Linked DNA regions of Mus musculus: all the other regions are linked to region 3. A link is a contact called in public Hi-C data. All regions are on one chromosome and are shown on one strand. Each heading gives the region's core, a stretch centred on a gene start, on an enhancer-like site or on the middle of the called end of the contact. The rest is flanking DNA. Distances are from core to core; before and after follow the strand shown. Region 1 has its middle 8.5 kb from the start of Gm23460. Region 2 overlaps Gm31955 (a long non-coding RNA gene). Region 3 has its middle 17 kb from the start of Gm28178.

The links. A called contact is a pair of places that touch in the nucleus more often than the background predicts.
Region 1: a Hi-C map of cortical neurons shows a contact between it and region 3, with 2.2 times the contacts expected there. The contact joins two enhancer-like sites. A contact is called at or near these places in 6 of 39 promoter capture datasets (the 3T3-L1 cell line, the C10 cell line, embryonic stem cells and 2 more), 1 of 484 Hi-C or Micro-C datasets (cortical neurons) and 3 of 115 datasets of contacts at active chromatin or transcription factors (CD8 T cells, fibro-adipogenic progenitors and heart atrium).
Region 2: a contact with region 3 is called in a Hi-C map of Sertoli cells, with 2.4 times the contacts expected there. The contact joins two enhancer-like sites. A contact is called at or near these places in 2 of 484 Hi-C or Micro-C datasets (Sertoli cells and bone marrow-derived macrophages) and 4 of 115 datasets of contacts at active chromatin or transcription factors (CD8 T cells, astrocytes, embryonic stem cells and 1 more).

The regions. Positions count from the first base shown.
Region 1 is chr1:52,434,605-52,437,524 of GRCm38.p6, forward strand. No RefSeq gene overlaps it. Among named protein-coding and RNA genes, the nearest start is that of Gm23460, 8.5 kb to the right of the region's middle. Within about 2 kb of position 1,472, at least 15 of the 459 cell types and tissues checked have an H3K27ac peak or open chromatin away from gene starts, as enhancers often do. A contact at or near this core is called in cortical neurons, where this site is marked.
Region 2 is chr1:52,352,772-52,356,038 of GRCm38.p6, forward strand. The region is part of intron 1 of Gm31955 (a long non-coding RNA gene); the gene reads left to right. Among named protein-coding and RNA genes, the nearest start is that of Gm31955, 49 kb to the left of the region's middle. Within about 2 kb of position 1,645, at least 29 of the 459 cell types and tissues checked have an H3K27ac peak or open chromatin away from gene starts, as enhancers often do. A contact at or near this core is called in Sertoli cells, where this site is marked.
Region 3 is chr1:52,595,801-52,599,016 of GRCm38.p6, forward strand. It overlaps a transcript of Nemp2 not described here. Among named protein-coding and RNA genes, the nearest start is that of Gm28178, 17 kb to the left of the region's middle. Within about 2 kb of position 1,646, at least 161 of the 459 cell types and tissues checked have an H3K27ac peak or open chromatin away from gene starts, as enhancers often do. A contact at or near this core is called in Sertoli cells and cortical neurons, where this site is marked.

The DNA.
Region 1 (2,920 bases), core at 222-2,721, 160 kb before region 3:
GGAAAGGAACTCAGCTGGAGGGCAGCAGAGGCTACAGAGTGGATTCGGGGGCAGCTTGGGCAAATTGGTGAGGACAGGAAACAAAATAAAAAGTAAAAAGAGGGCTGGGGACAGTTCATCTATGAATGAAAATGACATGTCTGCCATAGGGTGCTACACAGCTTACATTATCAAACTGGAAACACAAGTGCTTGCACATGTGGCAGGCTAGAATTTAGAGAGTCTCATAAACAATTCTTATCATTTCATTGATTTTATAAACTAAACACAAAGTTGGCCTAAGATAAACCTTCCAAAGCCATTAATGAACTGCTGTCTCTGTGAGCTGTAGATTTTTTTGTCTTTCTAATTTTGATGTTGCTTCTTGATTATAATAGTTATCATCAAAAGAAATTGGTGCTGTATAAACATGTCTCCTAATTAGCCAATTGTCTTCAGAGAGGTTCATGCTAAGAGTGTTCTGAGGAAGAAATTTCTGTACTTGACACTTGTGGGTGGTGATGTAGCCCATCTCACACCAGAGGTTCTTCGTGGGTCATCTACCTTAGCCCTTCAGAACCTCTGACCATGACTGATTAGCACCATGCTGGCTCTAGATTTTGGCCCTCAGTCTGCCATTGAACCTCCACATCCATCTGGATACTGGATTTAGCACCTGAGAGTCTTAAAGGCAAAGTTTTCGTGTCTGGGCCTGGAGCATCAACCATGGATGAGAAGAGATGCACAGCTCCTGAGCACTAACCACACTGTATGGGAGTCTGCAATTTTGCCCATTTCTGGCTTCCTTGGGGATGTATAGATAGTGTATGATTTGGATGTATGGTATCTTCCATGTGGTAAGGGCTTCCTCTCCAGCTAGTGGCTATTCAGAGATAAATGGACCATGAGGAACCAACCTCATCAGTGCAGTACTCCACTAATGAGTGATAGTTTGAGGGCATCTTGAGGAAGTGGTGAAAACTTAGGAGACAGGACTAGTTAAAGGACGCCAGATGCTGCTGGGGGTGAGGCATGCTCTGCAAAGGTCTATTTTGTTACCTTCATCTCCAGTTTCTCTCCATTTCTCGTCTGCCAGAAGGTGGTGTGACTTGACTCCATCAAATACTTCCTGACAGGGTTTCTTTCTCAAAATGCTCAGCCCAGAAGCTGCAAAGCTACAGAAACATGAACTAAAACTTCTAAAACGGTGTGCCCCTATGGTGCCTCCTCCCTAAGTGCTTTCTTCAGGTGTGCTGTGACCAGGGTGGAGAGTGACTAACTCAGGCACCACGTAGGTGAGATCAGCGACACCCACAGGCTTCTTAAGTCTAATCCATGGGTGAGCAGATAAAGACAGATCCTTCTCCCTCTGGGAGATTTGATCCAATCTGGTTTAGGAGAAAGGATTTGCAGGAAATAGGATTCCTTCCCATCTGGTGGTTCTACGTCTTATTCTTATCAGTGCTTGCAACTATAGAACAAAGTTATTTTGGGGAGGATTTGTAGTGTACAGCGTGATTCCTTCAGGGTGAGCAAGCAGGGATATTTATAGCTGCCTCGTTTTGTTGCTTTAATTTATGTATCTGAAAGAGTCTGCTCTAATTGTGGGTGATTATCAGGAGGGAACTATGTTCTCGTGTGCCTCAGGGGATTGTTTGTGGGCTTATAGTTTTAAATAGCTCACTTATTCCCCAGTGGGTAGAAAAATCAATTTTATGGATCTTCAAACATAGATGAGCACCACCGTGAATAATAAAGCTAAATATTAAAGTGTTATTAGTGCATTCTACATCTGCTTTATAGGTTTCTCTTTTAGTCTAGAATCACTATATTATATTAAGTACTTTCAAGAGTATTGCTTGCATAATGTAATACAAAGGGGAATTTCAACACACGGTATGGGTTACTAGACTAATTGAGAGTGGTTGTGCCGTGATGGCGGAGACACAGTCCCAAGCAATGAAGACCCTTAAGGCCTGAGGAATGGCAGGACTGTTTACACTATCTGCAAATGGCCTTTTGGAAACATTATGTGCCCAAGAAAAGCTTACGAACTATTTCAAAGCATTTGGTACATGTACCCCCTCCAATCCAGTCCTCATGATAGAGTTGTTTTGTTTTTTTTTGTTTTTGTTTTGTTTTATCAAAAATTATTAAATGGAAAAAAATGAAGGTAATTCTTAAAAACTGAAATGCCATGGTGTTTGTTTTGTTTTGTTTTGTTTTGTTTGTTTTTTGCTAGTTTCAGATTATACTTAGAAACCCCTGTCTGTGTAGCACTGAGAGTTAGGGATTTGGGGGTAGCCACTAGATAGTCCCAGATGCCAGGGAAGCAAGAGGCTCCCAGGACACAACGGGGATGACTTTAACTGAAGTACCCAACAAAGGGGAGAGAGAACCTGTAGAGACCACCTCCATAAATAGGCACTGCCCCCAGTTGAGGGATGGGGTGACTCACCCGTCTCAAAAATATCAACTCAGAATTGCTTTTGTCTAAAGGAAATGCAGGGACAAAAACTGGAGCAGAGTCTGAAGAAAAGGCCATCCAGAGACTGCCCTACTTAGGGATCCATCCCATCTGCAGACACCAAACCCAGACACTATGGCTGATGCCAAGAAGCGCTTGCTAACAGGAGCCTGGTTTAGCTGTCCCCTGAGAGGCTTTGCCAGGTGAGGGCTACTAATAGAGATTCGAATGCTTGTAGCTGACCATCAAACTGAGCACAAGGACCCCAGTGGAGGAGTTAGGGGAAGGACTGAAGGAGCTGAAGGGGTTTGCAACCCCATAGGAAGAACAACAATATCAACCAACTAGACTCTCCAGAGCTCCCAGGGACTAAACCACCAACCAAAGAGTACACATGGAGGGATCCATTGCTCCAGCCAAATATGTAGCAGAGAATTGACTTATTTGGAATCAATGAGAGGGAAGGCCCTTGGC
Region 2 (3,267 bases), core at 395-2,894, 240 kb before region 3:
TGACAAAAAGCTTGAGTGCCAGATCTTGATTGTTGTTTGTCCAACAACAGTATAATTGTATACAGTTGATGTCACTGAATCGTAGACTTAAAAATGGTTATAAGTGGAAACTTGTAGGTTATAGGTACTTTATACAGTAAAAAAGAAATAAAAAAACTAAGCATATAATCCTATTGTTAGCAATTTTTCTAGGTTCTGCCCAATAGTTACCTAGAAATAGCTTGCTTAGCCACCTGCCAGGTATGAGCCTATATGAGTACTATTCAGCACCCTGCCCCCTCTCTCTCTTCTTCTACATGTCCCCAGATGACCTCTTCCTCATCTCCTCTCCATACTTTATAACAAGCTATTGGCTGAGACAACACACACACACACACACACACACACACACACACACACACACACACACACACGAGAACAGGACCAAGGATAGGGAGGGTGATAGTTGATGGAGTCAGGTAACAAATCCTGGGATATCTGACTCCAGAGACCAGCATCAAGTGCAGATCTAAGTTTTTTGCCCAGCACATAAGTTTATATACAGCTTTTGGGCCAATCCCAAGTCTCAAACTCTTGGCTAAACGTATCTTGACACACTGTCACTATGCCCCAATGAAAGCCCTGCCTGATGAGGTAACTCAGATGATGAGGTAACTCAGGAGGAGTTGTGGGAGTACTGTTACTCATGAGGACTTCCATGGAGACCATGGAAGCAGCCATTGCCCTCACCACCACCCCTTTTTGCTGTCTTCCTAGTGTGCTGGCAGCCATCTTAAATCTAATGCCAAGTGCAGCAGATCAGGACTCTTCAAGAAATCACAGGAACCTGTGGCACATTGCTTTTTAACCCACAAGGTTGACCCTCCCCCCAACCCCACACACATACAAATGCACATTCACTCTAAGTATAATTCAGGTACCTAAACAAAAACACCCAGATAAATTTCAGGAGTTACATACCTCTTGATAGAGGCAGTCCTGTAATTCAGATATAGATATGTCTGAGGTAAGCTGTGATCAGGGTCAACTACCCACAGATTATAACATAGCTAAAGAGGTTAGCCAAAAAAAAAAAAAAAAAAAAAAAAGTCCATCTATAGAAAGGCATGTTTAAAAAATAAAAGGAAGCAAAGAGCAGAACACCTGCAAGACATCTCACGGGTAACTGATATTTTAAACTGGTAATTTAACAGTGAAAGGGTTCAGGACATGTAAATAGAGTCACTGATGAGCTCCCGGATGTGGGAGACTCAGAAAGGCGGGCATGCTGAAGGCTAAGAGTTATGTGGAAGGGAGAGATGGGAAGGCACCTAGAAGGATGAATGAGATGAGCAGATGCTTAAAAAACACATTTCATTACAGCGTCTTTATCAGATCCAGGTCATTCTATCCTTTCGTCTGTGCCAGACTGTGGCTGTCAGACATGAACTTGTATTCATTGGTTCTTTATAACTACGCTAGCCCCACCCACCATTTTAGCCCCTCCCACCGATCCCAAGACTACTCCCAGTAGGTTTTCTCAGAAGAGCATAAGCTCTTTTTAAGTACTTCCTGCTGGCTGTTGTGAATCTATCTCATATCTGTACTGCTATGGAAAAGCACCATGCTGCCTGGCAGACAGCCCAGGGCTGTGTTTGGAATGGAAATCTCAGAATAGCTCAAGGTCCTTTACCAAGGTTAGAGTGGCAGATGTGACTGGCTGGGAATGGTGTGAGTCAGGAGCAAATGGCCCGCACTCAAAGTGGCCACTCTGAGGAAAGAAACAGAGCAGTAGGCTGAGGTATGAACACGGCCACCTTGGAAGACTCTTACATCAGCACTGACCTTGGTGGTGTTTCTGATGACAGAGGCTATACCTGAGCAATGTGGTTGCTTACCAGAATATGCCACTGGAGGCTGCCAGGAAATCACGAGGGAGGCACCTGGCCTTGGAACGACCCTCTCTCCTCCACCTGAAACCTCTTCATATTCACTCTATTTCCCAAGGGACTAATATCCTAGCTTAAAATCCCAAGTGATTATGAGGGCTGCCCTTGTATTGTCTGTTAGGAAAGAAAACTCAATTTTCTCTTAGTCAACAATATTGGAATGAACTATAGATGGCTGTCAGCCTTTCTTGTACTCTGCTGCTGCCTTTGAAAATTCAAGAAGTTCCAAGGCCAGTCCTAGGTGCTATAATTCAGTAAATACTTGATGCTCCCTTTATATTGTGTTTCTCTGAATTTCATAATTTTCTGAAAAGTATACATTTTGGCCTTTTTCCCCTAGAAAACCAAGACTGGCTTTGGATTTTGACTGTAAGCAACAACTTTGGAAGGCTATATGATTTTAATTAGCTTATAGGTGAGAATAACAGCTAAACAAATACTGATACATTTGAGGATGTGTGATTTTTGCCAAGTGACCTTTTGTAGTTCCTCTTGTCACTATGACTATTGAAGATGACAGCTTTCCCCATCTTTCAACTGCTATAAATGCACATTACAGGTTATTCAAAATACATCATGGTAGTTTTTAGAGGAAATTGTCACATCTGGCTCTTCATTGCACTTTGAGTTCAACCACAGTAGAAACAGTGTTTTGTCTTTGAAAATAACATAACTTCTGTAAGCATCATGCATGGATGACTCCAAGAAGAATAGTGAACTTAAGAGCTGACAGCTCCCTTGACAGCACGCTGACTTTTTCTGGAGAAAATTAAGTAAAAGAAAAGGCAGAAGCTCATGCCTCCTCCCAGGTATGACACAGATTTAAGGCTTGACGTGGGGCATCTAAGAAAGGATTTTTACATGATTTTATATAAATCTCATGCCCACCTACACAAGAATAGCACATCTTTGCTCTGCAGGTTTCCTATTCAAAGGAAAGAGAGCCAACCATTGGCATAGGAAGGGCAGTGAGGAGTGAACCATGGCCTTTCCAAATGATGGAAATTTGGAGCAGAGGCAGGGGCATTTCTCTCAATAGCACACTCTGGACTCCTTTAGAGGTTCAGGCAATGACCATGGAAGACAGTTCATTGCTTGTTATCTTAAGCCAGTGTGAGTAACCAGGCAGGATTTCTGGATTTTGTTTTTGTTTGATGTATGGATTAAAACTTAGTGTTTTTAAATATGAGATATTTTTATAATCATAAAAATCTTATTTTTAGACAGATAACACTAGTTTATATAGAAAACATGCAACAGAAGTATTCTGCTGAAATGCCCAGAAAAATTTGGACATGAAATAATGCAAATATATTTCATATTTATATAGTATAGATTC
Region 3 (3,216 bases), core at 396-2,895:
TGCCTGGCCCCTGGTACACCCCCATACCTTCCCTTCTGTCAGCAGCTACTGTTTACTTCATTTTTCCTATGGCTTCCTATGAATAAACCACTACATCCTGGGGCAGGCTCCTGGTTTTCTGTGTTTGGGGCATAAAAAAGTTGTGTATTCTTACATACGCTTTCAACTGATCTCAGACTTTAAGTCGGTATTTCACTCCCCTTGGTTTCAAAAGAGATAGCTAAATCCTGACCGCAGTTACTCTACAGTGAAATGTCTTATTCATATCTAGGCTTCAGCTCGTATTTACAGTGGGACTATTAACCCCTCCATTCTCTTCCAACAAACATGTCAGTTCACTTTTTTTTTTTTTTTTTTTTTTTTTTGGCTGTTGTTATTGTAACAAAATATCTGGGTAGCACATGAAGAAAGAGGTTTACTCACCTGTCAAACAAGGACCCAATCACCTTCTGCTAATCTCAACCGAGAGGCTCAGTTGCTTCCTATCAGGGCTACACTGATGACTACAGAGTTTGAACTCTCAGGAGACACAAACAGAGCACAGCGTGGTAACCAAAGGCTCTCATTTGCTCACACTGCTCTGCTGGCCTAGCCAGAAGACAGACATTCTTATGTTCACTCTGCCATATTTTGTTGGAAGTTAGCTTCTTGGAACCTGGTGGTAGTCATACCAGCACAGTGGCTAAGAAGTGAGACACTTGCTTTTTGCTTTTGCATCTTTTTATATGGGGACTTGTGGTGAAGAGCTTTGCTTTCTATAACGATACAAAGTTAAACATACAAAGAAGTGCTTAAAAAGTTCCAAGGAGCCAAGAAGACTTTCAAGTTTAAGGATAATACAGAGAAATGCTAAAGTGCACAGAAGCAGATCAAATTGTAGAAATTCAAGCAAAGAATGTGAGACAGGTGGACAGAGATGATTAAAACTGGCCCCACCACTGAGGGCTGAGAGGTCTGGCCCAGATAGAAATCCTTTTCCCAGTTCCCTGTCCAGCATATTGTAGATCTAACATTCTCAATTGTTAGAGATAGAAGAAGAGCAGAAATGGCCGCTGCTTCTCCCAGAAGAATTCACATCAATTATGAATGATAAAGCAAAGCAGCAAACACAAAGCAACCCACCACTCCTTAAAATCCAGATTTGGCTTGCATCTCTTCTTAAAGAGGAGGTGAGTTACAATAGAATTGCTTCTGCTCACATCTGTGACATAGAATAGTATCAAGCCCCGGAAAAAATAAAAAGAGTTGCCATGGGGCCTGGGGAGATGGCTCAGAGGATAAAGCTCTGGTCACAAGTGTAAGGACCCAAGTTCAGACCTCCGCACCCACACAGAGCTGATGGCAGTCATGGGGAGCCATCAGGATGTCCAGCCCTGTCCCATGCTGCTGTGAACAGGAGACCCTACCTAAAACAAGGTGGAAGGGAAGGGGACACACTTAAGGTTGTCCTCTGACCTCTGCACATGCGCTGTGGCATCAGTGTAGCAAGACACACAGATATCACACAAATGCACAGCAAAAGAAAGAAACCGTTGCTATGAACCCTTGTACGAGCCGTGAGAACACAAAGGCAGCAGAGACTGGCCTCCCTGCCTTCCCCCAGCCCACGCTCAGCAGATCTCTGGGCGTTGGCAGGGCCTCATGAGTGGGCTGGTCCTCCTTTTTGGTGTTGGCTCTGGACTGCACTGGTCTAATTCACTGCCAATTAATCTTGTCAGGCAGCCTGCTGATGCCAGCTGTAGCTCAAACACCCTCACGGCGAATACCCAGCCCAGTGAGCCTTTGTGTAGCCATCGCTGAAAATGTGAGTAAAAAGTTTTAATTTGGACAAACCCTAGGGCATCTGTTCTTCCTGAAAAAAGAAAAAAGAAAAAAAAAAAAGGTGCAACACTCGGTGTATACATTTTTTTTTTTTTGGTGGAGTTTTTTAAAAATAGAATAATCCAGTTTTGAACACGAGGGAGTTTTGAAAAACCAATTTAAGCATAAATAAGTTCATCAGCTACTCATTGTGCTGTGTAAAGCTTGTGAATTAAAAGAAACATAATGGTCATTAGGAAAAGCATGCCTCCCCCTCCCCCCCATTAGTAGTGTGCGTTGTTTGCTGAGCAGTGGGAGTGTGAATATTTGTACCTGTGTGAAGGAGAGGAGCGCGTAGGTTTGTGGGAAGTGGGTGCGGGTCACCGAGTCAGCGGGCGTGGGCGGAGGCTGGGCGCTGAGTCAGAGGGAGGAGGAGGGCAGGTATGTGTGGGCGGCTGGAGACAGCAGCCACAGCTTTGCATGCGAATGTCTCAAGGAAACAGTCCAAGCATTTTTAAAAAGCCTTAGAAAACTGGGAGTCAAAACTGAAGCAGAGTCCAGCTGACCAGGCTGCTTTACCGATGGATGATCTAAAGTTTTAAAATTATTACTTAAGTTATTTCTGGTCTGTGGCTATTTCTTTTTTTCCGCCTGATAATTGGTGTTGAACATTCCCATGTCTTTTGCAGGGCACTTTTTCTGCCTGTCCTCTCTTGTAAAAGTGACCTCAGAGTTGCCTTTGTGCACAAGTAGGACCCGGGCAGAGCCAGGGATGAGTGGAAGATGAGCTTAGAGTTTCCATCCAAAATAATCCTTAATGCCCTAAAGAGATAGTGTCACTGTTCTAACCTTATATGGGATTTTAAAATCTACTGCATTCAAGCCTGAAATGGCATGGTAACATGAGGCAGACAGGGAGCCATGGTTCATGGAGATAAACTGCCACATGCTGCCTACTGATTTAGGCATGGAGAGAGAACGTAGAAGGACTTGGCTATGGAGTGGGAGTCTGTACAATTAATCAAAAGCAAACGTGGGTGGGACATGGCGCTACCCAGCTGTGATCCCAGCACTGGGAAAGCAGAGGCAGGGGGATCAGGTTAAAGACTGTCTCAGTTTATAGGAAGTTTGAGGCTAACCTGGGGTACGGAAGACCCCATCTTACCACAACCAACAACAACCAAGTTCAGAAAGGGATAAATGCAAGGGTATTGGTCTTTGCCAACAGCGCCCTGCTGAGGTAGGAAGAGTATGGGAACTTCGGGGGCAGAAGTTGAGTAACTGAACGAATGGAGACATGAGGTGCTTGTGTGCCTGATTACAGAACAGAAAGCCCCGCACTGGCACTACTGTTCTTATCTGTGGACAGGTGGGAAGGTGTGGGGGGCACTGAGGCCCTTGTGGAACCGTTGTGAG